Linked DNA regions of Pan troglodytes: region 1 is linked to region 2. The links are chromatin contacts, called in public HiChIP or PLAC-seq maps. All regions are on one chromosome and are shown on one strand. The core of a region is the stretch at or near the end of the contact, and the rest is flanking DNA. Distances in the headings are between cores, read along the strand shown. Region 1 holds the start of SLC7A14 (solute carrier family 7 member 14). Region 2 holds the start of CLDN11 (claudin 11).

Region 1 (3,218 bases), core at 570-3,069, 170 kb after region 2:
ATGCGATGGGGAAAGAAGGGTTCTAAGAAGAGGAAAAAGCTACAACCATGAAGCCCCTCCTTTGTGTAGCCTAACAATTCTCTGATTCCTGAAAGCCACAGAAATGTTTATTATCAAAACAGCATCCCTAACTGCCTTTCAACACTTTACCGACAGGAAGTCTCACTGCTCAGGTATAGGAAGTAGAACGAGGAAGCTCCCGAAGTTAGCAAAGCTGGATCCTGAAGTGACACCCGCTTCCTGCTCTTCCACTCAGGAAAGCCGGGAACCTTTTCCCAAGCGGAGTCCCAGGGAAGCAGAAAACCGGGAAAGGCAAAGCCCCTTCTTCGCCTGTTTCTCTAGGTCGCTTGCTTAGAACCCTTTAGGGTTCTAACGCAGTTTCTGCTCGCAGGGAATGTGGGCCCTGGCGGTATTAGCACCCAGCCTCCGAGAACTTTCAGGACCGCGGACAGCGCCGTTCCCTGCACTCAGTCGGAGGAGGAGAGCTACCTTGCCCCCAGCGCTCTCCTAGACCCTATACCTAGGGGGAGGCAGGTTGACATCCTGCGGCCCTTGGGCAATTCGGGCCAGTGACGTTCACCGACACTCAGGCGGGGATCCCTTCGCCAGAGCCAGTTCCTTTGAGTGTCTCCGCTCAAAATCTCAAGGAAACGAGCTTCACACAGGTGGGGGGATGAGGAGTGCCAGGAACAGGAGCGAGCCCCGCTGCTCTAGCCTTCCTGCATCTCTTCTCGCCTGTGCTTTGCTCACTCTTCAATCGCAATATAAAATACTCATTTGGGGAGGGGGCGGGGTGACACAGGAGAGAGAAGGAGGGTGGGGGCTGCATCCCGCGTGGCCACGCAGCCCTAGCCTGGCCCTCTTGGATTAGAGGGGAGCTGATGTGCTTTGGAATGGGGGAAGAGAGGAGACTGAGGGTTGAAGCAGTGCAGGAGAGCTCCCTTTGCTGGGGCTGCCGGCTCTGGGCAGGGAGCTTCCCTGGACACCGCTCCCGTCACGTCCTCTTCGCCGCTCCCGGGCGAGTCACCACTCTCCGGGGACAGACGCCCCTCGGGGCGCCACCATCCTGGTCGGGGTGCTGGGCTCGGCGGGAGTCCCTTTGAGGAGTTTGCTCCCAGGTAAAAGGGCAGACGTTGCTCCCGACCTCCCCGGAGTCTGCGGCCGGAAAAGCGTCTCCGTTTCATGGTCTCGGTCCGAGGCGGAGAACGGAGCTGCCCGTGCGGGGTGCGCGCCAAGGCGGGGGACAGGACGGGCCCGGCGTCTGCCGAGACCTAGGCTGCCCGCACTCCGCTCGCGGCTCCCCTTCTGCCTTCCGCTCTAGCGGCGCCGGAGCCGCGCTGGCCCCCGCCCCGCCCGGCAGCTCCCGCGAGTCAGAGCCCGGTGCCCCGAGACCGCGGGCAGTCGGGGCCTCATTCCGGGCCAGAGCAGGAAAGAGCCCGACCCACCTCCTCGGTTCTTCCAGGGAACCCCTTCCCGGAGGGCGCCCTCGGCCTCCGCGCCATATTCCTGGTCCCCCGCTCCTGGTGACTCCGGCTCCCTGGGTCATTCCGGGAGAGGCGGCCATCCCAGTTGCAGGGGTCCCGCTGGGGCGCGGGGGTCGCGGAGGGGGACAAACGGCAGCGAAGGGGGCCGTTCACTTACCGGGGTCGGGGCTGGAGGCGACGAGCTGGCTGCCAAGGCTGGTGGCTGGCAGTCCGCACTTACTGCGCGGAGCTGTCTCTCTAGCTGGGATGGGAAGTGGTGGTGGCGGCAAAGGAAGGCAGGAGGCAGCCGCTGCTGCTGAACAGCTCCTCAATTATACAGATTGCGCCCCCACCCCCCGAACCCCTCCCCGTGCCTGCTCGTCCTCCCTCCAGCTCGCCTGTCTCCGCCTCCTTGGAGTCACATGGCCTGCCCAACCCCTTACATACTGAGCCCAAGCCTGGCACCAGACCACCTCCCACCTGCCCCCCCCCCACCCCCCCCCCCGCCTTCCCCTCTGTCTGCCGCTCACAACTCCTCGCTGGCCTTCTGAGCCTCCAGTTGTGACCTCCAGTGTCTTATCTCAGGCTGCAGGGAGGTTGAGGGGGCCGTGGATGGGGGCAGTTCTTTGCCCTGGGAAAGCAGGGACCAGCAGGACTCTGCAATGTCTGTGCGTTGGGAAGGCATCTGCCGCAGCTCTGCCCCTGCTAGACTGGGCTGTCCAGACCTCCTTCCTGCCCTCTGGAAGCTTCCCTCATCCTCTGCGGAGCCTTCGTTGCTCTTAAACTTCCACATCCCTGAGCCCTACAGGAAAGAAAAAATGAGAGAGGTTGATTTCTCCTCTCCTCCTAAAGAAGACAAGACCCACCTCCGTCTTCAAAGCTCAAGTTTATCTTTGGGTTCACAACATCTTATGGGTGCAAAGATCATGGACTTGAGATTTGAAGAGCCATTAGGATTCCAATCTGTATGACCTTGGAGCATTTAACTTTCTAGCTTTTCTTCTCTCGTCTGTGAAATAACCACCTTGCAGTATTGTCATGAGATTGAGAAATCATCATGTTCTTAGAATTGCCTAGCCTAGAGTTGGACAGGTATTTGGAGCTCAATAAAGGAGAGTTCTTTTCCCCCAACCTTTGTTAAAATAAATTTCACAAGGCAAGAAGGATGTGATGTGTGCTAATACAGTGAAAGCATCTTTTAAACATGGAAGGAGGCATCTGTGAGGTCAGGCTAGACAAGTACCAGTCTAAACGGAGACAAGAGAGAGATAAGGCTTCTATTTTGTATTGGCTCCTTTAAGATGAGTGTCCTAGAGCCAGGTTATGTCCCAAAAGGATTGGGACTAGATGGGACCAACCCAGGCATGCTTGGCCACATCACTGAATGAATTATTTAACAAGCATTGAGTAGACTGATTTGGATGAAAGTTATCTACATAAATTCTTGCACTTTGGCCCAAGCCCTCAAAACACACGGGAGGCAACAAAATGTAACTCTCCTATCCTTGGAAATAAATTCACTGGGCTTGTGTTTGGGGAGAATACTGGCTGACTGATACTCCTCTAGGGTGGAGCAGTTCAAATCTAGCTCTACTTTGTGGGTCTGCCCTGGGCTTTTCCCAGAAAGTTGCTTGATCATTGCCAGGACAGTCTTGGTTAGTCCACCTACCTCAGGCTTGTTACTGCCTTCAATGAGCATCTAAGCCTGATAATATCCCCATATTTTAAGCTTTTAGTAGTTCTGCAGGATATGTT
Region 2 (3,130 bases), core at 406-2,905:
TTGATTTCCTTGGGGTCTCCAGGGAAATGTAATTGTCTCCTCAAGTCCAGGCTTTCCTAGAAGACATGGTGATTGCACTGATAACCAGCATTAGGGCTGGCTTTGGGAAAGCTCGGTACCTATGATTTATGGTTAGTATCTTAGATTTTAGAACGCTGAGCAGGAAGTTTTTGTGCTTTCTGAAATCCTCACACCTTTAAGTCTCATGATTGGTGAGGAGGCAGCGGTCCAAGGGAATGGATAGAAGGAGATAATAAGATAAGCCAAATGTTTCAAAGGGAGTGAAAACTGTTGACTGTAAATACAGTTCAAGGAAGACTTCCCTATCTGAATACAAAGGTGCAAATAATGCGGCCTATTTGTATGCATGGTGGCTTAATGATGTTGATGGTGATGATGATAGCTCTACACTATCCGAGCGCTCATTCTGGGCTGGGCAGTTTTCTCAGTGGGGTACAGATATTAATTTATTTACAGTGAGCCAGAGAAGTCTGCTGTAGCTTTTAATGTGTCTAAAATGGGACACATGAACCCCTTAGGAATTTTCAGACTGATCAGGACAGTTTCCTAGAAACAGTTCGTGAAAGGGATGAGATGGGCCCATGGTGTCTACCCCTTCCTAGCTGCGTGAACTTGGGCAACTCAACCTTCTTGTGCTGTTTCTCTATGGCTAGTGCGTGTAATTTGTTGTTGTTGTTGTTGTTTGCTTTTGAGATGGTGTCTCACTCAGTCACCCAGGCTGGAGTGCAGTGGCACGATCTTGGCTCACTGCAACCTCCTTCAAGTTATTCTCCTGCCTCAGCCTCCCAAGCAGCTGGGGTTACAGGCATGCGCCACCACGCCCGGCTAATTTTTGTATTTTCTGTAGAGATGGAGTTTCACCATGTTGGTCAGGCTGGTCTCGAACTCCTGACCTTAGGTGATCCGCCCACCTTGGCCTCCCAAAGTGCTGGGATTACAGGTGTGAGCCACCACTCCCGGCCTAGTATGTGTCATTGACAATTGTTCCTACCTCAAAGGCTGTTATGAGGATTAAATGAGCTAATGCATGTAAAATGCATCTGCATAATATATAACACAGCTCGATAAATGTGAGTTGCTGTTGTTGATTATTATGGCCACGTTTGCCGCTGATGATGTTCAACCACTGAAAAGCATCGTTTTCTTTCTTCTAGTAACTGTGTGTACTGAATGCCTCGCGTTTGTCCCTACTGCACTTTTCAGTCTGTCACAATCCTGGGTCGTCGGGGGACTGTACCGAGCGCCCTTGGAGTGCTCGCAGCAGGGAAGAAGGAGCGAGCAGGGAGGAGCTGAGGAGGGTCGGAGCGGAATGGACACCCAGAGACTGAGATGAGAGAGGGGCTATAAGAAGAGAAACCAGTCGCAGCAAAACAGAACTCTCGACAAACGCACGCCCTCTTTGCGCTCTCCGTTTCTCTGGACCTGGATGGAATTGTTTTACTTTGCATCGCCGGACTGCGCTGCGGACGGGGCGGGGCGGCCCAATGGCCCCCCTGGGGTTACTCTGCTCCCCTTCACGCTTCCCTCCCGGCCCCGCCCCGCGATTGGCCGGCGCGCCCCGGGGCTGCCGCCGATTGGTGCTCGCCGGCCGGAGCCGCGGGGCTTAAAGAGGGGGCGGGGGCGCGCTGCCCAGCAGCGCTGCTGTCCCCGCCGTGCGCCCTTCGCCGCTGAGCTCGCAGCCTCCGGCGCCCACCTCCACCTCCAGTGTCCCGCCTCGGGCCGTCGCCCTCCAGCGGCTCGCGAGCGTGGGAGACGTACCTGGGCAGGCACTGTCCAGCCCAGGCCCAGGCACAGCCGTGAGGGGCGAGGCACGGGGACATCCTGGCGGCCACCATGGTGGCCACGTTTCTGCAGGTGGTGGGCTTCGTCACGAGCTTCGTGGGCTGGATCGGCGTCATCGTGACCACCTCCACCAATGACTGGGTGGTGACCTGCGGCTACACCATCCCCACCTGCCGCAAGCTGGATGAGCTGGGCTCCAAGGGGCTGTGGGCCGACTGCGTCATGGCCACGGGGCTGTACCACTGCAAGCCCCTGGTGGACATCCTCATCCTGCCGGGTAAGGACCCGAGCTTGGCGGCGGCTCCCAAATCCTTATCCTCTGGGTAGAGAGCGGGATATTAGACGGCCTCGCAGAGACATTTTGGGGGCTTGAAGACCTTTGGGTACGTTTTTGACATCCCTAGTTCCACCTTGTTGTAGAAGAATTAGGCAGCCCCGAACTTAACTTCTCTAGGCCTCAGTATTCTTATCTGGAATTTGAGATAATAGTGGCAATGTGGCCGGTGGTAACACTGGCCGAGTCCCTTTGAGAATGAACAAACCGGAACACCTAATAGGAACTGAGTCCGTGTTAATTACTGCGGTCCCAGCCCGCATCCTTCCACCGTCCGCTTCCTGAAGTGCTTCCCGCTCCCGCCCGGCTTCCCCCGGGGCGCCGAGCCTTCGCGTTAGATTCCGCCCGCAGAGGTGAGAAGGAGCGTGTAACACAAGCTGACAGGAGAATCTAACCGGCTCAGGCTGAGTTTCTCGGTCCTCATGGGATGGGTGAAGCGCCCCCGGCCAGGTTAGAGCCCTCCTAGCTCCGTCCGCCCAGCCGCTGAGCAATTCACGTCCAGGGCTCTCTGGGCTGCCTGGTTTGGGAAATGTCAGGTTGATTCCCGCACGTGCCCAGGGCCATCTCCGCTGCCCCCGCTACCCCCGCCCCTGCTGTGGGCGCGTCAGACCGCGGGGCTGCGGTGACGTCGGCTCCCGCTCCGCGCCGCTGGGTTGGATAGGGACGAGCGAGCGCGCCTCGGAGGGCGGACTCCATTGGGGAGATACGGAGCGCGCCGCCGAGGGTCGCTCGCCGCCACCCCTCCAGCGTGTCTCAGAGTGGGAAGGGGAGGTAAAAATTGGCAGCCTATCGCCGGCCAGGGGCCACATTTTCACATGTGTCCTGTGGAAACATTTTGGGCGACAGCCTCAATTCAGATTTAAACCAATGGGTTGGGCAATGGCGAGGTCGCGGGCACCCCCTTGGTTTTCTGCTGGAATCTCTGCCCTACCCCAAAGGCATGTCCTTGTCCCGGTCCCTACAAGGTGGGCTTCTGTCCCCCAGCCTTCGTGG

What was found. HiChIP or PLAC-seq counts read pairs in DNA pulled down with a chosen protein or histone mark.
Region 1: a contact with region 2 is called in an H3K4me3 HiChIP or PLAC-seq map of stem cell-derived excitatory neurons, with 3 times the contacts expected there. The contact joins the promoter of SLC7A14 here to the promoter of CLDN11 in region 2. A contact is called at or near these places in 1 of 1 datasets of contacts at active chromatin or transcription factors (stem cell-derived excitatory neurons) and 1 of 1 other capture datasets (stem cell-derived neural stem cells).

The regions. Positions count from the first base shown.
Region 1 is chr2:173,736,760-173,739,977 of NHGRI_mPanTro3-v2.0_pri, forward strand. It overlaps SLC7A14 (solute carrier family 7 member 14), which reads right to left and starts at 1,820. Exons shown (of 8, transcript XM_526378.8): 1 at 1,642-1,820. All of the region lies in intron 3 of LOC129143652 (a long non-coding RNA gene), which reads left to right.
Region 2 is chr2:173,570,461-173,573,590 of NHGRI_mPanTro3-v2.0_pri, forward strand. It overlaps CLDN11 (claudin 11), which reads left to right and starts at 1,656. Exons shown (of 3, transcript NM_001246413.1): 1 at 1,656-2,080. The coding sequence starts at 1,855.